Regions from separate parts of the Sus scrofa genome. Here region 1 is linked to region 2. A link is a contact called in public promoter capture Hi-C data. All regions are on one chromosome and are shown on one strand. The core of a region is the stretch at or near the end of the contact, and the rest is flanking DNA. Distances in the headings are between cores, read along the strand shown. Region 1 holds the start of LOC100627175 (GRAM domain containing 2-like). Region 2 has its middle 3.5 kb from the start of NR2E3.

Region 1 (5,197 bases), core at 13-2,512, 290 kb before region 2:
GTGCTGATGGCCATGCTCATTGATATAGTATCTGAAAAGCATTTTGGAAGTGAGTCTAGAGATCCTGAGAAATGTTCATTCTCCATCCACTAATTTCACTTCTGAGAATCTATTCAAGGAATGAACGACATGGGGAATTTCTCATGAAATCATGTTAAGCAACAAAAGTAGGGCATAGAAATTGTATGATATATAATCCCACATACATAAATTATGAATTTATGCATAAATATTTTCTTTGGATGATTTTAGTGGGAATTTTTTCTTATGGGTGATTTTCATAAAGATAATCATATATATTTTATATTTCTCTTATTTCCTATAAGAAGCATTTTAAAAAATTAAGGGGGGAAAAGTCTCTGTGAAATGTGTAACAATGGAACCAAATAAAATAACTTTAGGAGTCAAGGGGTCAAACCACTGGCACAACCTGTCACTTTGCAAGGTTCAGGAAATACATGACATGTGCACCAAAGTGCTCTGTAAGGTGGAGGGCAGAGGTCAACCAGGCCACATGGCTGTGGTTGGGCTCATTTGTTGGGTGAGATCACCTGGCTCTTCCCTGTAAGACATTAGGTACAGCCTGTCCCTTGGCGGGTCTCAGTTTCTTAGCTGTGCAATGGTAGGGTGGGAGGGGGGTTGAATTAATAATCTCGGAGGGGCTTGGCAGATCTCAGCTGAGGCGGCACTGTGTTCTTGAAGAAGAGAACTTTGACTTTGCCAGGTTTCATTGCCGGGAGGGACAGAGTTCTGGGACCTGCAGCCTCCAGGTTCCAGCTCCTAATCTGCTCAGAGACCAGTGCACAGACCCTGTTAACTATTCACGACCACCACACACTGCCTTGCCTTGGCCCTGCTTCTTGGCCACCCTCTCCTCCCATCAGCCCCTGGACCCACTCAGTTGCAGCTAGTTTGACTTCCCAGGCTTTATTGATTCCTAGTCTTTCTGCTCTGGAGGAGCACGAAGAGGAGACTGAACTCTGTCTAGGCTTTGGAACTGTTTAGTGGAGGCATGAACTCAAAAGCCGTTGGAGACCATTCCCCTCCCCACCTAGGGAGAGGGTGTCTCCTCCCTCTCAGGCCCTCTGTCTGGAACATTTTTGAGATGGTTTGGCTCTCAGAGTTGAGCTCCCTTGACTGTAGTGTTGAGGCCACTTCCTGGTGTGTGGCAGCCCCGCCCCCTCAGCCCACACTCACCTGCGGGCTGACTGGCGTTCACGTCCACACCTGTGCTGCATCAGCTGCTCAGCCTTGATAAGGCCTCTTGTGTTCAGACTCCTTTCCAGAAGGTGAAGGTTTATGGTAACCCTGCCTATGCACCTCTGAAACTTTTGCTTTCAGCCGTGAGCAAGTCTCAGGGTCCTCCCTCCCAGCTGCCTTCTCAAGGGTGGAGCTGGAGGCCTAGCAGCTGCCTAGTAGATTGATTTTCCTTTGTACCCAGGCATAAGCTGAACTTCAAGCTTCCAGGAAAGACGATGAGCGAGACTCCCTCTGTCAGCTGCCCCCGACCCCTGCCTGAGCTGCAGCCTCTGGACTGTGATGCCTTCAGCCTCACCCTCAATAGCAGGGCTGGTCTCGCGTTGGGGGGCAGAGGCAGCCACCCTGGGGCTGGCCAGGAAATATGTCCTCAAAGAGCTCCCCTTCCTGACATGGGCCTCTTTCTCCTCAGCAGCCAACAGATGCATGGAAAGACAGCTTCCCTGAAGAGCACAGAGAAACCAGGCAGGGTCCAGAGACCCCCAGACTCCAGGTGAGGCCCTTCTCCCAGGCACTTATACATACAGATTGGGGGTGGGAAGCCCTCAGGAGATGGGCTGTTAGAAAGGGGGCCTTAAGGCTGTGTCAGGGGGTTGGTAGGGCATAGGCTGCCTGGGTCCTCTTCCTCCCACTCCCAGGCCTGTCCTGGTGCACTAGGACCAAGCAGAGTCCAGGCTTCTCCGGTTACCAGCCTCCTCCCTGCCCACCTGTCCGCAGGCCAATCCGTAGGGCCACGGTTTGCGTTTCAGCACCACCACCTTGGTAGCCTCCATTAGGTCAGGGGGGTCTGCCCAGCTCCTCACTGCGGATCTCCAGGCCCAGGGGAGGCAGCTGCAAGGAGGGCAGTCCTGCCAGGATCATGTCCCATGGCCAGGCCCTGGAGCTGTGAATCCGACACCTCCGCTTCACCTACTTTCCAAACTGGTCCCCATCCCTCTGCCTCCTGCTCACTCCTTCTGGGGTCTGCTCCTCTGCATGCCTCTTGGCTAGAGAAATGGGAGAGGGCTTTTGACACCCATTGGTGGGTGGCTCCTAAGTGTCTCTGGGAGATCAAAGCTCGTGCCAAGCACTTCCTGGGGGGGCTGCTGCTTACAGCTGTCTGGGAGGAGGGCTCTCCATGACCCTTCCCTGCATCAGGAGTGCCCCTCCCCATGAGTGAGCTATGTGCTGAATGTGCTGATCACTTTTCTGTGGCCCCTAGAGAAGGGCCCCCATCTTCAGTCTCTTCCCCAAACTTGTGGCTTGAGGCCAGGGCAGAACTGGCACTAAGGAGGCATGAGTAGCACTCAAGAGTTCCTTGTCCCTGGAATGCTTATCTCCTTTGCAGTCTGCACTGGCCAGAAGCCTTGAGGGATGAAGACATAAAGAAGTGCGGCCGAGAAGGGGTAAGTGTGTGAAGGCTGACTTCTCACCACCCACCGAGAGACGGGTACTGTTGGCTCCTTGGCCATAGATCTGTCACCAGGAAACCCAAGTGGATGTCCTTTCCTGGGTGGGAGTTGTGCCCCCTTCTAGTCATAGGCTGCCTGCCTATCAGGATCTTGTGTCTCCAGGAGACAAGCTATGCTTGAAACTCAGCCCTCCACACCCACTGGCTGCTTACTGGCTGCTTCATACCAAGTCCCTGTAGGACCCCACCATCCCCCACCCTCTGTGGCCTTATTTCCTGGTGGCTGGATCAGGGCTCTCTGGTGGTCTGATCTCCCGGAACTTCTCAGACTCAGCTTGTGTGTTTGCAGACACTATTGAGTAAATACAACCAGCAATACCACAAGCTGTTTAAGGACATCCCCTTGGAGGAGGCGGTTCTCAAAGGTGAGCCATCTCCTAGTGTGGCTGCACAGGCGCCAGCAGTGCTGGAGGCCCAGGTTCCCCTATCCCCTGCCCTGAGCCTCCAGGCACAAATCAGATATGGGAGCCGGCTGCCTTTTGAATGTGGTTTTAGTCCTTTTTTTCTTCAAAAGTGTGAGAAGACTGAGCTGATTTGAGATAGGCAGTTTAATTTATGAAAGTTTTCTTGAGGAAATGTCAGAGCTTCCAAATCTTATTTCTGGTGGGCTCTTGTCAATGACTGTTCTTTCCTATTCAAGCCTCTCAGTGAGTGTGGGAGTATTTTCACAGTCAAGGTCCTCTCTGCCAGACAGGGCAAAGAGTTCTACCTGCAAGAATGAACATCCTCTTGGAAGACCAGGGAAGAAACCTTTTAGGGGATGGGTGGAGGAAGAGGACACATCTAGCAGCCTGGTGGGGGCAGTCAGGAGTCTCAGGAAAGGATGCTAGGGTGCCCAGGGGAATGGGTTGTTGGGACCTGGGATTGGGAAGAGGGCTGAGGAGGACAGTCCCTGAGGCTGGACTCCTGAGTGGGAGGACCCAGGCCCTGGGGCTCCCAGGCTGGCCTTGCTCATGACAGTCTCTTTCTCCTGACTTCCTAGTGTGCTCCTGCGCCCTCCAGAGGGACCTCCTTCTCCAGGGCCGGCTCTACATTTCCCCCAACTGGCTCTGCTTCCACGCTAGCCTCTTTGGCAAGGATATCAAGGTAGTAATAAGTGGTAAGGGCTGCCACAGCCCAGGGAAGAGAAGCCCCTGCCCTGTGGGTGTGTCTGAAGTCAGGCCTGTCCCTTTGCACCTGGCACTTGGTGAGGCCTCTGACTGTGAGGCATCCCAGCTGGTGTCCATGGAAGTAGCCACACAACTTCCAAACAGGGACCCCTATCTAGATCTCGCATGAACAGTTCACTGCCAAATTATTCTGCCATGGGTATCCCCAAAATGCTTTCAGGATCAGAGTGGGAGGTCACATTTATGACAACCATAATGTGGCCAGGTGGTGGCTCAGGGAACTCTGTTACTGGAGAATGGGCTTCACCGGGGCAACCATCCTTGCCTCTTGGAACTTGGAGGTGAGAGCCCAGCGCAGCACGTGCAGCCAGGGGCTGGAGGGATAACTGGAAGGGAGCCTGCACGAGAAGGTGGAATGCTCAGATAACTCTCCCATTTGGGACAAGGCTTCTCCATGGTGTCAGTGCTAGGCTCAGTGCCAGTGGTGGCCCTAAGCAGGAAGTGAAGGGACCATGTCCTGGGGGGTGAGTCCTGAGAGAAGCATGCCTCTTCCCCTTTCAGGTGGTCATTCCTGTGGTGTCTGTGCAAATGATCAAAAAACACAAGATGGCGCGACTCCTTCCCAATGGCCTGGCCATCACTACCAACACTAGCCAGAAGGTTAGTGAGTTTCTGGGCCTGAGGTCCCTTGTCCATCTCTGTTCCAGCCCAGGAGTCCACAGCCTGACGCTGGCACTCTCCCAAGTCTTTACTCATTTCACCCTTTTCTGTTTTCTTTCTATGTTCCAGTATGTTTTTGTGTCACTGCTCTCCCGGGACAGTGTATATGACATGCTAAGGAGGGTTTGCACCCACCTACAGGTATGGAGCTTGGGGGCAGCAGTGGGGCTGGAGAGGCTGCTCAGGCCTGGACTGAGGTCTTGGGAGCTGTTGAGAGAGGTTGGTCTATCTCTCCAGCACAGGGAATGGGTGCAGGGAAAGAGTAATAGTTCAGGTAATCCATCTACGCTTGTGAGCCTGTCTCTTTAAGGCCAGTGGGCCCTTGTGTATTCCCATGTATAGCCCTCACTTGTGCTTCCTCGGTGCAGAGATAGGAGCATGTGGCTGCTTCTCAATATGCCTACAGCTCTCTCTGGCTATGGTGAGGAAGTGGGGAGGGCAGCAGTTTGGGGGAGTACGTTGCCTTGGTTTTACCCTCTGTTCCAGCGTTAACAAGGGGTCCCCCTGCAAACTCTGGGAGCGATAGGCTCCATCTGACCCTCCCCATGCCTGACTTTGGCTGTTCCCTTTCTTCCTCAGCCTTCCAGCAAGAAGAGTCTAAGTGTAAGAGAATTTCCAGAGGAACCCGAGTGCAAATCTCTGGTGAGGACTGAGGCTGGGA
Region 2 (5,604 bases), core at 2,085-4,584:
GACTCAGAGAAAGAGGCAGGAGAGAGAGGGAAGTTGGAGGTGGGATGTAAGTCAAATACCAGATCGCTGAGCAAGACTGAGGGGTGCAGGGCACACGTCAGGGATGGCTTTGTCTTGGAGAGGGGTCACTGGGAAGAAATCAGAGAACCCAGGGCTTAGGACAGGCTCTGGATCGGCACACCTCCCCTCAGGTCCTGGTTTTATATCTTCCTGGCTGTGTGAGCTTGGGCAAGTGATTCTGCCTCTCTGTTTTAGTTTCATCTTCTCTAAACTGGGTAGCCTCTGGGGGTTGTGGTGGGATTAGAGGAGGGGAGCACAGCCCAAGGTGAGAGGGGGAAGGGAGCAGGGTGGGACAGGGGGCAGAGGTCCCCAAAGGTGAACCTTGGAGAGAGTGAGGTCTGAGGCAGCAGCCTTGGGAAAGGGAATCAGGGAGGGACTTTGGGGGAAGCTCTGAGGCCCAGCTGCGATTAAAGATGGCGACAGTCTGGGCAGGTATAGGATTTTCCTTGAAGCCCCCAGCAGATGCTGGGACTAGGTGGCCACCAGGACTGCCCCATGGCTCAGTTCTTTCGAGCAAGTACTTGTGTGGGAAAGACCTGGGGAAGGAGTTGAAGGCATTGGGGCAGAGTCATGGAGGGGAGAGCTGATGGGGAAAGGGAGATGGAGGGGGCGCCTTTCCCCTGGCAGGTCTTTTTTTCTGCTGTTCTTCATCTGAGCTGCCCTGCCCCTTCTGCTCTTTCTGCCCAATCTCACCCATGCTCCATGGCCTGTTCAGGGCTCACCTCCTCCAGGAAGTCCACCTTGACTCCTCCATCCATCTGCTCTCTTTCTAGAGGCACCTCCAGGGCCAGATATTATCCTTAATGTTAAACTTCACACCAGGTCAACTTTCTCTCCTCAGTTGATGGAAGATTCAGAGTTTCAATTCAGCTAGGCATGTGAATCACAAGGTGCTCAGAGGACAGAAGTCTATTTCTAACTCGTCCTTATTTTCCTGCTATTCTGTAGTGGGTATAGCATAAAAAAATCCACCAGAATAAAAGACAGCAGCAGTGCATGTCCTGTTTGTTTTGACTTTGTTTTGTGAGCCTCTCACATCATTTTCATCCCAGCAGAGCTCCCCTCTCACCCTGGCCCTCAGTTCTTTGGCAGGTCTGGCCCAGCCAGGGCTGTGGCTATGCTAGGGGAAAAGATGCCAGCCCAGCCAGGCCAGGGGACAGAGGAGTCTCTCCCGATCAGTGACCACCAGCTGCTGGGGCAGACACCAAAGGATTACTCAGCCCAAAGCCTAGAATCTGCTGACAAAGCTGCCAGAGGCCACCTTATCACTAATACAATTATTCCCCCCGGGACAGGTCAGCAACTTCCCTCTGACTCTCTGGAAGTGGTGGGGGGGGGGAGCTGGGGCGGGTGGGGAGGTGGGTTACACGATGAAAGCTGTAGAACTGACCTCCCTCTGGACCTTGAAGACCCCAGCAGGTAAAGCCCCCTGCCCCAGCCTGTCTAGAGCCTGTCACATCCTGTATCACCAGGTCCCAGGCCTTAAAGGTGACTGGGCTCTGCTGTTGGAGGGGTAGGATTGGGTGGCAGCGTTTCCTGGGATGGCTCAGCTGCCAACCAGGAAGGACTGGCTGGACAGCATGACTTGCATACTGGCAGCCATGGGCTTCTGGTTCAGGACAAGCCCCATCATCCACAGCATTTGGTCCTGGGAACATGTCTTCTGGGATTTTTTTTCTTTCTTTTTTTTTGTTTGTAGTTATTTTTTGGATTTCTTTAAAATTATTTTCCTCATCCAGTATCCTCACTATCTCTGAAAGGGATAGCTAGTGGTGAGTGCACAGGCTCTGGAGCTCAGGACAGGAATTCCATTTCCAGGAAGCCATCCCAGGGAAAATCTCACAAAGATTTAATTACATGGTTGTTCCCTGTGGCGATTTTAGTAAAACACCTGTCTGTGGACAACTGGCTCAATAAAGTAAGCTCCGTGCCTACAGTGGAATGTGATGCGGCCACTGCAAGTGGTGCTGCTCTGGTACTCCTTTCCTTGACCTGTGCCCATAGCATGTCTGCCTCAGCCCAGCTACAGGACAGCAGATACAGCGGGATGGCTTGTGTCTCTTGGGGAGTGAATTTCTGACCAAAGCTCACAAGACTCTCCTTGGCAGCACTCAAATTAGTCAATAGTTTTTCTACAGCAGGGAGTGGAAGGTTCAGGACTCCAAGAGGCCAACACCAGCAGGAAACTTTCTCTCGACAAAGCCTCTTTATTTCCTTCATGAGATAACATTTAGAAATCATCAGGTATTCCCTGTGCGGCTTCCCAGCTCTTGGCTACCGAAGTCTCTCTCCTAGAATCATTTCCAAGCTCTGAGCACAACAGGAGAGGACCCCGCCCCATCCGAGGACCAGCAGACAAAAGTCAGTCTGTCCAGAGAGTTCCCTGTTGGCTCAGTGGGTTAAGGATCTGACGTTGTCATTGCTGCAGCTTGGGTTGCTGCTGTGATGTGGGTTGGATCCCTGGCCCATGGGTTCGGCCAAAAAAAGGCAGTCTGACCAGGACACATCCGATTGGCTGCCGCACATCGTGGGGGCCTCTCCTCATGGTGCCATAACTGAGTGATGAGTGCTTTTCTCTCTCCTGCCTCCAGGTTCCAGGCTTCTCCATTCTCTAGCACAGCTATTGCCCACAGCAATTTTCACCAGAATCAGAAAATGTTGTTTCCTTTGAATGTTTAATAATAAACATGTATTACAGTTACAATCAGGATAACACAAAGCTCTTTTCAGTTTTTTTAAAAAGAGCTAATTGGAAATCTTTTTTTTTTTTTCTTTTTTTTTTTGGAACACACTTGCAGCATATGGAGGTTCCCAGGCTAGGGGTCGAATTGGAGCTGTAGCTGCCAGCCACAGCCACAGCCACAGCAACTCCAGATCCCAGCCATGTTTACAACCTACACCACAGCTCATGGCCACGCTGGATCCTTAACCCACTGAGAGATGCCAGGGATTGAACCTGCGTCCTCATGGTTACTAGTCAGATTAGTCTCTGATGAGCCACGCGGGGAACTCCAATAATAGGAAATCTTTATGAAGAAATCCTTCAGTGTTTCTAAGTGTGAGAATGAAAAGCTTCTCATGCCCTTTTTTCTCAAGGGGAGGGCCTGAATCTCTAGCAGCTGCTCAGGCCAGGCCCTGGTGGATTAGAACAGCTGCCATCCACAGGGGGAGCCTGGTCCTGGAGCCCCTCCTCTGCTGCTCCCTGTTAGCCCTTTGGCACTGCCCTGGGAAACTCCTGGGCAAGGGGCAGGGCGGGCACGGAGCTCTTTCAAACTGGTCCGGAAGTATCTTAAAAGCTCAACAATAGGCACAACCAGACCGGTGTGTTCTAGCTGACTGACCCTCCGGGTCATAATCTTTATCATCTCCTAGAAATCAAACAACTTAAAAGCAGGGTTTTTTAACTTGGGAAGTACTGACTTTTTTGAGCCAGATATTTCTTTGCGCTGGGCTGTCCTGTGCCTTGTAGGATGTTTAGCAGCTTCCCCTGCCTCTGCCTACCAGATGCCAATGGCATCCCCTTCTTTCCAACTGTGACAGCCAAAAATGTCTCCGGACGTTGCTGAATGTCCCTTTGAGGGGCAGAGTCACCCTTGGTGGGGAGCCACTGGCCTAGAACATGTTATTTCCTGCTTTCCTGGCCACAGGTCACCACTCTGTTTTCACAGATGCAGGAAGCGCTTCCCATGACAAAGTTCTGTGAGGAGACCCAGCCCATCAGGCAGGCAACATTAGCTTCTATGTCGTGTATCTGCAGACTCTGGAACTTTCTGGAAGGATGCTCAAAGTACCAGCAGTTTTCTCTGAGGGAGAATTTTACTATTTTATTTTCTTAATATTTTCTGTGTTGTTTGAATGTTTAATTGTGAGCATGTGCCATAATTAAGATACTTAAAGTTTTTCATGTTTTTTAAAAAGGCTAGTGGTGTTCCTGTTGTGGCTCAGTGGATTAGGATCCGTGAGGACACGGGTTTGACCCCTGGCCTTGCTCTGTGGGTTAAGGATTTGGCATTGTTGTGAGTTATGGTGTAGGTCGCAGATGCACCTCAGATCTGACATTGCTGTGGCTGTGCTGTAGGCTGGCAACTGCAGCTCTGATTTGACCTCTAGCCTGGGAACCTCCATATGCCACAGGTGCAGCCCTAAAAAGAAGAAAAAAAAGAAAGACCAGCTAATTTGAAGTAAATATGACTTTTAATGATAATAATAATTAGGAATATCTTAAAAACGTTATATGCCAGACACAGGTTTACATGTGTGAACTCAATTCTCACAACAATATCAGATAGGCATGGTCATTATCAGCCTCTTTACAGACAAGACTGACAGGTTTAGTGACTTTTCCAGGGTCACACAGCTAATAGGTATCAGATCTGGGGTTCAAACCCAGGCAGATAAGCTGGCTATCTTAAGAAAATGTATCTGCGTCAGGGTAAGGGAAGAAAAAAATTGGAATATTATATTTTAAAACAATCACCTTCATACATTTAGTAAAGAAAATCTCCTCTAGACCCATTCTGTCTCTAGATAGCTTGAAATGATAAAGCAGATATTCCAGGCCATGGAAAGTCACATTGAACTGTCATTTCTGTTCTTAGCTTTTCTAGAAGGTGGATATTCTTAGACTCAAACTACAAAAACACTTAGAAAGTGAAAGGATTACTTTGTAGGAAGCTTTGTTTTCTATGTGTGCTTTTTTTTTTTTTTTTTTTTTAACTGCCACACCTGCAGCATATGGATGTTCCCAGTTCCCAAACTATGGGCCAAATCAGAGCTGCAGCTGAGGTCTATGCCACAGCCACAGCAATGCGGGACCTGAGCCACATCTGTGACCCACACCACAGCTCATGGCAACATCGATCTTTAACCCATTGGACTCAAACCCACATCCTCATGGATACCCATAGGGTTTGTTACCACTGAGCCACAACAGGAACTCCAGCAAGATCTGTTTAATGATATTTTCCACTAGCTACATTTATTAATTTGGTGAAGATGGTAAATTGAGGTAAATCCAGTTCCTCTCCACATAGATGGGGATTTATTCTTCAGAGTTACGTTTTAGAAAAAGCTCAAAGCAATTCTCCTTAAGAAGCAATGGCACCAGAGGGGTCCTGAGGTGGACTGGCTGCTGCCCATCTTTTCAGCCTGGGCTGCAGTCTTCCGCCTGCTCTAGGCTCTGGCTGCCGAGGTCTCCTGCCATCCCCGAATACAGCAAACACACTCCGCAAACACGGGCTTCACATATTCTTGCTCCCTTGTATCTTCAAAGGGATTTAGAAGCCCTGCTCTTTATAAGTTTCTTACACAAACACAACACAATGACATGAGAAAATGTTGTTTTCAGTCACGCATTGGAAATAGCTGAATATGTTTTTTTTCAGCTAATAAATTATGGCACATTTCCCAAATGGCTTTTTTCCTGCCATCAAGAGGAGGTTATATGGAAAAACGTTATGATGAATAGCAAAGTACAAAATGCTACAAACACTATGACACATGTATGTAAAACCAAAAGTAGTTAAGTCAGAGGCATTCTGACTC

What was found. Promoter capture Hi-C pulls out the DNA fragments that hold promoters and counts their contacts.
Region 1: a promoter capture Hi-C map of fetal skeletal muscle shows a contact between it and region 2, with 7 times the contacts expected there. The contact joins the promoter of LOC100627175 here to the enhancer-like site in region 2. A contact is called at or near these places in 2 of 5 promoter capture datasets (fetal skeletal muscle and liver), 19 of 47 Hi-C or Micro-C datasets (alveolar macrophages, blood, embryonic fibroblasts and 10 more) and 1 of 2 datasets of contacts at active chromatin or transcription factors (skeletal muscle).

What each region holds. Positions count from the first base shown.
Region 1 is chr1:169,641,158-169,646,354 of Sscrofa11.1, reverse strand. LOC100627175 (GRAM domain containing 2-like) reads left to right here and starts at 1,262. Exons shown (of 11, transcript NM_001243583.1): 1 at 1,262-1,750; 2 at 2,585-2,642; 3 at 2,997-3,072; 4 at 3,690-3,793; 5 at 4,378-4,476; 6 at 4,606-4,677; 7 at 5,116-5,178. The coding sequence starts at 1,476.
Region 2 is chr1:169,352,406-169,358,009 of Sscrofa11.1, reverse strand. No RefSeq gene overlaps it. Among named protein-coding and RNA genes, the nearest start is that of NR2E3, 3.5 kb to the left of the region's middle. Within about 2 kb of position 3,334, at least 9 of the 83 cell types and tissues checked have an H3K27ac peak or open chromatin away from gene starts, as enhancers often do. A contact at or near this core is called in fetal skeletal muscle, retroperitoneal adipose tissue and skeletal muscle, where this site is marked.